3 separate regions of the Mus musculus genome follow, and regions 1 and 2 are each linked to region 3. The links are chromatin contacts, called in public HiChIP or PLAC-seq maps. All regions are on one chromosome and are shown on one strand. The core of a region is the stretch at or near the end of the contact, and the rest is flanking DNA. Distances in the headings are between cores, read along the strand shown.

What was found. HiChIP or PLAC-seq counts read pairs in DNA pulled down with a chosen protein or histone mark.
Region 1: a contact with region 3 is called in an H3K27ac HiChIP or PLAC-seq map of embryonic stem cells, with 11 read pairs. The contact joins the promoter of Gpatch8 here to the promoter of Ccdc43 in region 3. A contact is called at or near these places in 5 of 39 promoter capture datasets (the 3T3-L1 cell line, cranial neural crest, frontonasal cranial neural crest and 2 more), 1 of 15 datasets of contacts at CTCF or cohesin (the NIH/3T3 cell line), 4 of 484 Hi-C or Micro-C datasets (the G1E-ER4 cell line, female germline stem cells, muscle stem cells and 1 more), 18 of 115 datasets of contacts at active chromatin or transcription factors (the SCID.adh cell line, bone marrow-derived macrophages, craniofacial prominence and 12 more) and 2 of 9 other capture datasets (adipose tissue and pancreatic islet).
Region 2: a contact with region 3 is called in an HNF4G HiChIP or PLAC-seq map of pancreatic cancer cells. The contact joins the promoter of C1ql1 here to the promoter of Ccdc43 in region 3. A contact is called at or near these places in 1 of 39 promoter capture datasets (neural stem cells), 2 of 484 Hi-C or Micro-C datasets (embryonic stem cells and granulocyte-monocyte progenitors), 4 of 115 datasets of contacts at active chromatin or transcription factors (the SCID.adh cell line, embryonic stem cells and pancreatic cancer cells) and 2 of 9 other capture datasets (adipose tissue and pancreatic islet).

What each region holds. Positions count from the first base shown.
Region 1 is chr11:102,554,902-102,557,601 of GRCm38.p6, forward strand. Gpatch8 (G patch domain containing 8) reads right to left here and starts at 1,257. Exons shown (of 8, transcript NM_001159492.1): 1 at 1,179-1,257. The coding sequence starts at 1,223.
Region 2 is chr11:102,945,348-102,948,394 of GRCm38.p6, forward strand. It overlaps C1ql1 (complement component 1, q subcomponent-like 1), which reads right to left and starts at 1,369. Exons shown (of 2, transcript NM_011795.3): 1 at 518-1,369. The coding sequence starts at 1,114.
Region 3 is chr11:102,696,152-102,699,027 of GRCm38.p6, forward strand. Ccdc43 (coiled-coil domain containing 43) reads right to left here and starts at 1,574. Exons shown (of 5, transcript NM_025918.3): 1 at 1,360-1,574. The coding sequence starts at 1,557. Gm34392 (a long non-coding RNA gene) reads left to right here and starts at 1,628. Exons shown (of 2, transcript XR_389053.1): 1 at 1,628-1,689; 2 at 1,789-2,063.

The DNA of each region.
Region 1 (2,700 bases), core at 7-2,506, 140 kb before region 3:
CTAAGACTATTTAACAGTGTTGATTTTAAACCAGTTGAAATTGCTTTGTCTATCAACCCAATCATCTCCAAGAATTCAAACCCTTCAAATTGCCTTCTGACACAGCTAGAGGTGCGTTGAGGAAGCTGAAAGGAATACAAAAACTCGAGTTCGGAGGCTCATCCCTTGACCTAAATTGCTGTTGCCAGGAGATGCGGTAGTAATGCAGTGATTTGCAACTGAGGATGTATTTTACCTAGAAATAACCAAAGGCTACTAAATCCCTTATTGTCTCCCAACTATGCCTGCAGTAACAATTTCAATATCTAAAAGCCTAATGATTCTAATTCGGCCTTTGTTGTTTGTTTTTTTGTTTTGTTTTGTTTTTGTTGTTTTTTTCTTTAATGCCTGCCACCCCACGGACATCTTTCCCAGATCAACATTTGCAAACGAAGAAAGAAAAAAAAAAAAAATCAAGGTTTAGGAACGAATTTACTCCCGCTTGGAAAGGCCATAATTATGCTTCTTTACAAATCTTGGTAGGTCTCGAAGTTAAGTTTACGCCAGTCCACAGACCTATACCTTACTGTCCCCAACCCAATTAACGGCCTGTAAACAACAGCAGTTATTTATGCCCAGAGAAAGCTCAATGGCTCGCCTCAACAAAAAAGGCGTCTTTGATAAGAAAGGGCGCCCTTTACCAGGGGGAAGACTAGGTTAGACAGTCGATAAAGGGCTTGTTTGTCACAATGGGAAAACGGAGAGGCGATCCCCAGGATGATCGGGGCGAGCAAAAGCCAAGGCTTCCATAGCCCCGGCCTGAAAACCGCTGGCCCAAGCCTTCCCCGCCCCAGCCCTCTCCCCCGGGGGCCGGGCCGGCCCTGCGCCTGCACAGGCCCCGAGACAAGCAAAGCGCAACCCCCACAAAGCGCCCGGCTGCGGAGCGGGAAGCCAGGAGCAAAATAGGAGGAAAGCCGAGCCGAAGAAGCGGCGTGAATAGGGATGAAGCCGGGGACGCGGCCTCATCTCAGCCCCGGAGGCCCCTGGAGAAATGAGAGGCAGGAAGGGGCGAGAGCCGGCTTGCAAGGTGGAGCGGAGAGCAGAAGGAAGGAGAGCCAGGAGGCCGGGAGGGAGGCGGCCCCGGGCTCGCGGCGAGCCCTCCGGGGGCGTGGGTGGTCCTCGGCGACGCCCGTGTTTACCTGAAAGTCTCGGTCCTCGTTGAAGCGGGAGAAGCGGTCCGCCATTTTGCCGCTCTCACTCCTCCTCAGGACGACGCTCTCCGGTTCGCTCCTCCCCTCCCGCTACGCCCGCCCCCTCTCTGTTTCCACGCCCCCTCCCACGCCCACCGGGCGCGCGCAGCAGGCGTGGGGAGGGGGGTGGAGGATGTGTGCTTGGCGAGGGATTGTTGGGGGGGTGTTGGGAAGAGGAGGGAACAGGAATTCGTTCCGACGGGAATCCCGAAGGCGCGCAGGCCTGGAGGCGGAACCTTCCTCTCACATCGCTCGGTTTCACGCCCGGCCCCGAGCGACCCCAGCGGGCCGCGCATGCGCACTCGCGCCGGCGCGCGTAAGCGCTTCCGGAGGGAAAGATCAGCAGGGCAGAGCATTTGGGGGCCTGGGAAGTATTCACTTGCTCCCTTAGCAGTGTTCAGAAGTCTTTCTTTCTTATGCTCTTGTTTACGGTCAAGCCCATCCCGTATTTGTAATAATATACAGTGTAATGCTATACAGTAGCATGAGATCTGACTTTACAGCTAGAGTACTTTTAATGTTTTTTTGTTTTGTTTTTGTTATTTTGTTGACAGGGTTTCCTGTAGCTCTCTATGTAGTAGAGGCTCGCCCCCCGATGTCCAAAGAGGGTATTTTTAAAATTAATACATAATAATGTTACTTAAGAGGTACCAAAAAAATCTCTCAAAGGGCTTCCATTCCAGGCAGGAAGTCAGATAACCAATAAATTAACCTAATAGTTGTAAATATAAACGAGTGTCTATTCCTGCTTGAGGCTGAGGGGAAATTAAGTCAAGCTTATCCTTGGCTACATAGGAAGTTCAAAGCTAGCCTGGGCTATAAGACATTGCTTCAAATAACAAAATCTAAGTGACACTGTGGGGGGGGGGGACTGTAATGAAAAGAATGACCTATCTTAAAGCTACATATAAATCAAGGCATAACAAAGGGATCACAACCTTGAAGAAGAGAGAAACTTAAACACATGGCTACCAAGAGCTTGACGTTTTTTTCTTACTATTTTCCCTCCCCCTCCCACTCCTCTCCCCCCTCCACACATATATATTCATGTTCAGAGTCATTGGATCCCCTGAAGCTAGAGTTACAGTTAAGAATCACCATGTATGTCAGTGCTAGAAACAAACCCAGGTGCTCTGCATGTGGAACAAGTGCTTTTAACTGCTTAGCCATCTTTCCAGCTCTTGTTTTCTTTAATGTTTTCACAGGGTGGGGGAGTGAGGGGGGGCTGTTTAATTTTACCTAGTGTAAGACTGCTTCGCCTACATGAATGAATGAATGTATGTATGTATGTATGTATGTATGTATGTATGTATGTATGTGTATCAGCTCTTAACAGCTGAGCCATCTCTCTAGCCCCTCTACCTGATTTTAAGACAAGGTCTCTCCTTAAACCTGGAGCTCTCCCTAGTCAGCTAGCAAGCCTCTGGAATTTGTACCTGGCACCAGGGAAGGTGAGGGTGTGGGCAGAGCT
Region 2 (3,047 bases), core at 119-2,618, 250 kb after region 3:
ACTCCCTCTGCCTTTGTGCGCAAAACATTTCCTGCAGCCCTCCTCCTTCTTCTCCTGAGCGCACAGCCACTCGTCTTAGCGCCCTCCGGCGCGGAGACTGCTTCTCCTTATCCTTGCCCTAGAGCATCCTTGCTGTTCCCTTAAAGCCAGTCGGCGTCAGCTTGAATCTTAGCTCTCAAGAGAAATCAGCCTGAATCAGTCTCCCACGGGCCAAACCCCTACGGACCAGTTCGTGCGCCCTAGAGCCCTGTGATCTGACTAGTTGGATTTATCTTTACGCATTTCCACTCCGCGGGTGCCCTGTAGCCTCTCCCTTAAGAGCTCAAGCCCAAGGGTTGAAGACTCAGGGGTGCCCGCTAATTACAACCATTCTTCACATGATAGTTAAGGGGGCCGCTTTAGGGTCTCCACCTACGCCTGCCCGGTGTGCCTGTCGACTCTGATCCAATACGCATTCTCCTGGGGGCTCCCTGGGAGCCCTGCCCCCAGGTCAGCCCCACGCCCCCTCATGGCCCACCTGGCCGTTCTTGCAGAGGTCTGCCCACATACTGGTGCCGTCGCCGCCGCGCATGAGGACGTGGTAGGTGAAAAAGTAGGTGCCAGGAATGTTGCATGTAAACTTGCCGCTGGCCGCATCGTAGTTGTTGCCTAGGTTGGTGACCACGTCGTCAAACTTGAGCACCTCGTAACCCTCATGAGGGTTCTTGAGGCCGGCGTAGAAGGCCACGCGTGGCACCGTGGTATAGGTGGCCGTGCTGATGGCGCCGCTGCCTCCCGAACCCGGCAGGCCAGGAGGACCAGGCTTGCCTGGTTCACCCTTCTCCCCAGGCGGCCCCACAGGACCTGGAGGGCCCCGGTCTCCTGGAGGCCCCGGAGGGCCCGGCTTGCCCGTGCGGCCCGGCTTCCCCTGGGGGCCCTGCACCAGCGTGGAGGGCGGAGGCGCACCGCTCTGCTCGCTCAGAGCGTCGCCGCCGTCGGACCGCGCGCCGGCGCCGGGGCCCCGCGCGGGATAGGGGTCGCACACCATGCGGCAGGTGCCCAGCATCTCATAGTGGCCGTCCGGGCCGCCGGAGCTCACCAGCACCGGGATGAGCACCACCAGCACGAGCAGCATCACCACGCCCGCGGCGGCAGCCAGCAGGGTCTTCCGGCCGGCGCGGAGCCTTGGGAGAGCCGGGCCACCCGGCCGCGCCGTCGGGGCAATGATGCCGGCGGGTAAGGGGCGCGGGCGCGACGCCCGCGCTCAAGGGCGGTCCGGCGGGGCTGCGGGCATGGGGCCGGGGCCCGGGCGCCGCGCTGCGCTGCTTGCGCTGCGGAGCCCAGCAGCCGGCTCCGGCCTCGTGCTTCCCTCCCGCTGCGCTGCCCGACTGAACGCGGCCTCCCGCCTAGCGCCTAGCTCCTCCCGCCTTCCCTGGCTGGGGCCACTGCCTCCTCCGTTGGGCCCCGCCCACCCGCTCCGCGGGGCTCGGAGAGGGCGAGGGGTGGGGCTGCGGGCGGGGCAGGCGCCTAATTGGGCCGCGGAAGCCTCAAGGTGGGAGGGGCAGGGAGGGGCGGGGCTATGAGAGTGGTGGGCATCACGGAGGGAGCTGGAGATTGAGGCTCAGAATGGGGAAGGGGCTAGAGTCAGGAATGAGTAGGACCAAAGGGCAAGCGGAAGGAGGAGCCACAAGGAGAGGCAGAGAGCTCAGCGTGGCATTGAGATAGATGTTCCGTGGGTCAGTTCCGAGGAAAATCGTGACAGAGGGGCAAAGGACCACCACCTGCAGGAGGTCGAAGGATGCAACATTGCCCCCTGTCTGCAGGGGACAAAGAGATGTTGCAGGGGGTGGAGGGTTACAGAGTGAGGAACAAGAGAGTAGAACAAGAAAGAGGATGAGGGCTAAAGCCTGGAAGGAATACTGGGGAGGGGCGTTCCATAGGCACCCAGGCCTAGCATCCAGATAACCCGTCTGGATCCTTTGCTTTTAGGGTGCCCAGAGGGAATCTCTGAATTCTAATAGCAGCCTGACTTTTTATCTGATTCTAACTACTTCAGGGGCATTCTCTCCCAGGTGGCAGCGTCTTCAGCCCCTTCTTTTCCACTGCCCCAGGGGATATCTTCTAGGCTGCCTCTACCTGTGGCCTCTTCCATGAGGCCTTTTCTGATCTGAGCTACTAGCTAGACAAGTGGGAAATACGGACCCTGAGAAAATGAAGTACCCCTCCCATGTCATCTCTTAGTGTTAACCAGTCCTAGGTGGTTCTGCGTTTTCTAGCACTCCCCAGAAAGAGGGGGGTTGATCTCTCCTAGCCCCTTAGGGGACCCCCCTAACTCTTACCCCATCACGTTCTTCTAGTGCAGGAAAATGTTTAGGTTGCATAAACTGAAATGTGTCTGCTTCCATCAACATATTTGTCATATTCTGTGAGTCCCAGCTCAAGCTGTGTTCCTCCTTCACCCTCCTTTATCCGAGGAGGAGGGCTGTGTCTTTCTGAGGCCTCTGGCCACGATAAACAACAACACTCCAGACTCATTCTTTTTGCCTGCAAGACTCCTCCCAGTTCACACTCCCACCGCCGACCTCCCACTGTCCATTTGATTCCCTGATTATCCCTACCTAAAACTGAGATGCCAGAATAACCAATGGTAGAAGTGGGGGTGGGCGGGACGCTGCCAGAGAGGACTTTCCAAATACTAACCCGGGTCAGCATGACATCCATCACCAAGGAGGAGGGAGCTAAGACAAACTGCGTTGGATGCTTTGTATGTATGGTCACATTTGATCTTTACATCAATCTAGATATAAAGCCCACCATTATCCTCGTTTTACAGATGGAGAACAGAGGCTCTGCGAACTTAAAAGAGATTTGCCCCCAAGTCACGAAAGTAAGATGTGGTGGAGATGGGATTCAAGCCTGCAGCCTTGCCCCTCGCTGTTTCAATCTCAACGCGACAGGGTCTCTGGGGCCTATTTATTGTCGAAAGTGCAAGGTGATGCGAGCATGCCTTAGGACCCCTACACTCCTCCAGGCAGACTCAGGCCGGGTAGCCCTCAGCTTTCAGCTGT
Region 3 (2,876 bases), core at 324-2,823:
TGTATTCATTTATTAGATTTGCACTTCTTTCACATGCGTGCCTGTTACCCACGGAGGTCAGAACGGATTGTCCAATCCCCTTAAACTAGAACTACAGATGGTTGTGAGCCACTGTGTAGGGTCTGGAAATGGAACTCAGGTCCTATGTAAGAGCAACAAGTGCTCTCAACTACTGAGCCATCTTTCCAGCCCCCAACTCAATTATATTAAAAAGGAAGTCTCTACAGGACAATCTCAGGGCAAGAGAGGTAGGGAATCTAATCTATGCATATAATCTAACTGTTTCTGTTGGGAGTGGAACGGGGAGGGATGAACACCGCACAAATATCAGATTAGAAAAGTGGGTGTCTTGATCGCCTCTGATACATAAATACAGCTTTAAATTACAAATTTCTAAATTAGTGAGTCTCCTTGGTCTGGTTTGCCAGGGTCTCACTTGGCAAGCCCAAAGTTGGCCACCCACTTGCTGACCTCTGCAGGGCTGGGATTATAATCACGCATCACATCACAGCATACTGTGACGAATCTGCATTTGAGTATTTGAGACAGGGTTTCTCTGTGCCCCGGCTGTCCAGGAACTCACTGCGTAGACCACAAAGGCCAGTCTCTGCCTCCTGAGAGCTGGGATTAAAGGTTTGTGCCCCACCCACGAACCTGCTTCTTTTTGGTTGTTTTGTTTTTTCAACAAAAAAGGGTTTCTCTGTGTAGACCACGATGGCCTTGAAAATCACAGAGATCAGCCTCCTGAGTGCTAGGACTAAAGATGTGCACCAGCCACCATTCCATACAAATACCTTATCTGTTTCCAGTTTGTCTTCATCACAGGGTACCGCCCCACCCAACACACATTAATAATTACTGAATTTCCCAAGGTTGCTTATCGTGAAAAGATCTCCATTACCTTACCAATTGAGGACTCTACTGAAATTGGAGCCAAAAGGGAACTTCCCACAGGCTTTTGTCATGGGACAGCCCTGAGACTACCCGCTAATGGGCAGACATCTCAAAAACATTTTACTCCCCACTCTAAACATCGCAAACCATAGAAATGGAACTATTAGACGTTTATGATCGAACTGCCATTTACACATCTTAATGGCTTCAGGATACTCTCTAGCACATCCAAAGGCACCCAGGGAGCCTTGTTGCCCGGAATATGGGGATCCCATCCTCTCTGTACACCTGCAACCCAAAATCTGGCGAGGGAGCAGCAGCCCACTTCTCCCTCAGTTATGCTTCTTTCCGGTAAAACCACTAAGCCTTCGTGACAGCAAAAGGAAAGAGAGATGTGAAGTAACGAAAGAGGTTCCCAGATTTCTCCGTGAGGTTGATAGGATGTGTCCCGACTACTCTACTCACCAGGAAAGCAGAGAGGATACCCTGCAGGGCGTCCAGCTTCTCTTCCTCCTCCTCCTCCTGTAGGACGCCAAGGATGTAAGCGGCGTAAACGGCTCGGTCCACTCCCAGCGCCTCCAACCGTCCGTCAAGCCAGGATCCAAAAGCCCCGCCATCGCCTTCACCGAGGACTGCCGCGGCCACTTCGCTGGGCGCCGCCATGCTGGGGACAGGGTCCTGCCGGACCCGAGGGTGCCTACCGCAGTGCCTGTCGGGCCGCGCCACTGGGCCAGCGCGCATGCCCGGAGAGGGATCCTCCACCCCTGCGCGCCGGGCTGTGATCCGCGGTTTGAGGTATCTTTATGTCCTCGCAGCTAGCGCTTCTCGGTGTAAGCGTGGTCGCATGGGCACCCAGGAACACCGGCAGGTGAGTTTTGAACCGGTTCGTTATAGTTGGCAACGATCGGATTCAGTGTCATTGTCAGACACGTGACAGAGAGCTCAGAGGACTGCTCACCACGGATTCCAGCAGTTCTGCTCTGCGCCCGGCAGGTTCTTGTGGAATGTGAAGCCAGGATGCCCCACTGAGTCTTGTGTTCCGGAATACCACCTTCACTGCCATTCCAAGCCGCCTTCCCTGAAAACCCAAATTTCAGAAAACGTTCTCTGACTCATTTCTGTACAGAGACACATAGCAGGTTCTCAACAGTTAAACATGCAGCCTCGGAGTCATTGCTTTTAATTATTGCTTCCGTGTTTCCACAGGTATACCTTTGAGGACTGTCTTAGAGTTTCTGTTGAGATAAGACACCATGGCCAAAGCAACTAGGAGAGAAAAGGTTTATTTCAGCTTCCACTCTCAGGTCACGCCCCATTACTAAGGGGAAGTCACAGGAACTCAAGGCTCGAACCTGGAAGCAGGAGCCTTGGAAGATTGCTGTTTAATGGCTTGCTCCTCTTGCCTTGCTCAGATTGCTTTCTTCCACCATCTAGGAGACACCTGCCCAGGGGTGGCACCAGCCACAATAAGTTGGGCTCTCCCACAACAATCACTAATCAAGACAATGTCCCACAGGCCAATCTTATAGGAGGTCGTTCTCTAAATTCCCCTCTTCCCAAATGACTGTAGACACATGACAGCCAACCCAAGAAACAAGTTCTGTCCTCTGCCAGGGACGGTGCTAAGAGGTTCCCATGAAGTATCTGTTGCCATCTTCCCAACAACCCAGCGAGGAGATGCCTTTATGTTCGATTAAAAGATAAGGAAACTGGAGCGATGGCTCAGCTGATAAGAGCACTGGCTGCTCTTCCAGGGACCCAGTTCAGGGGATCTGGCACCCTCACACAGACAAACATGCAGGCAAAACATCAATGACATATATATATATGGGTAAGGAAATGACACACCATGAGAGAGAACCTAAGAGGGGACAGAACTCTACCAGCAGAATGCCAGCTCTGGCCTGAGGTGGGCTAGACTCAAACTACAGAGGAGGAGGAGGAGGAGGCTGTGCAGGGGCCTTTACTCTGACTGCTTGCTT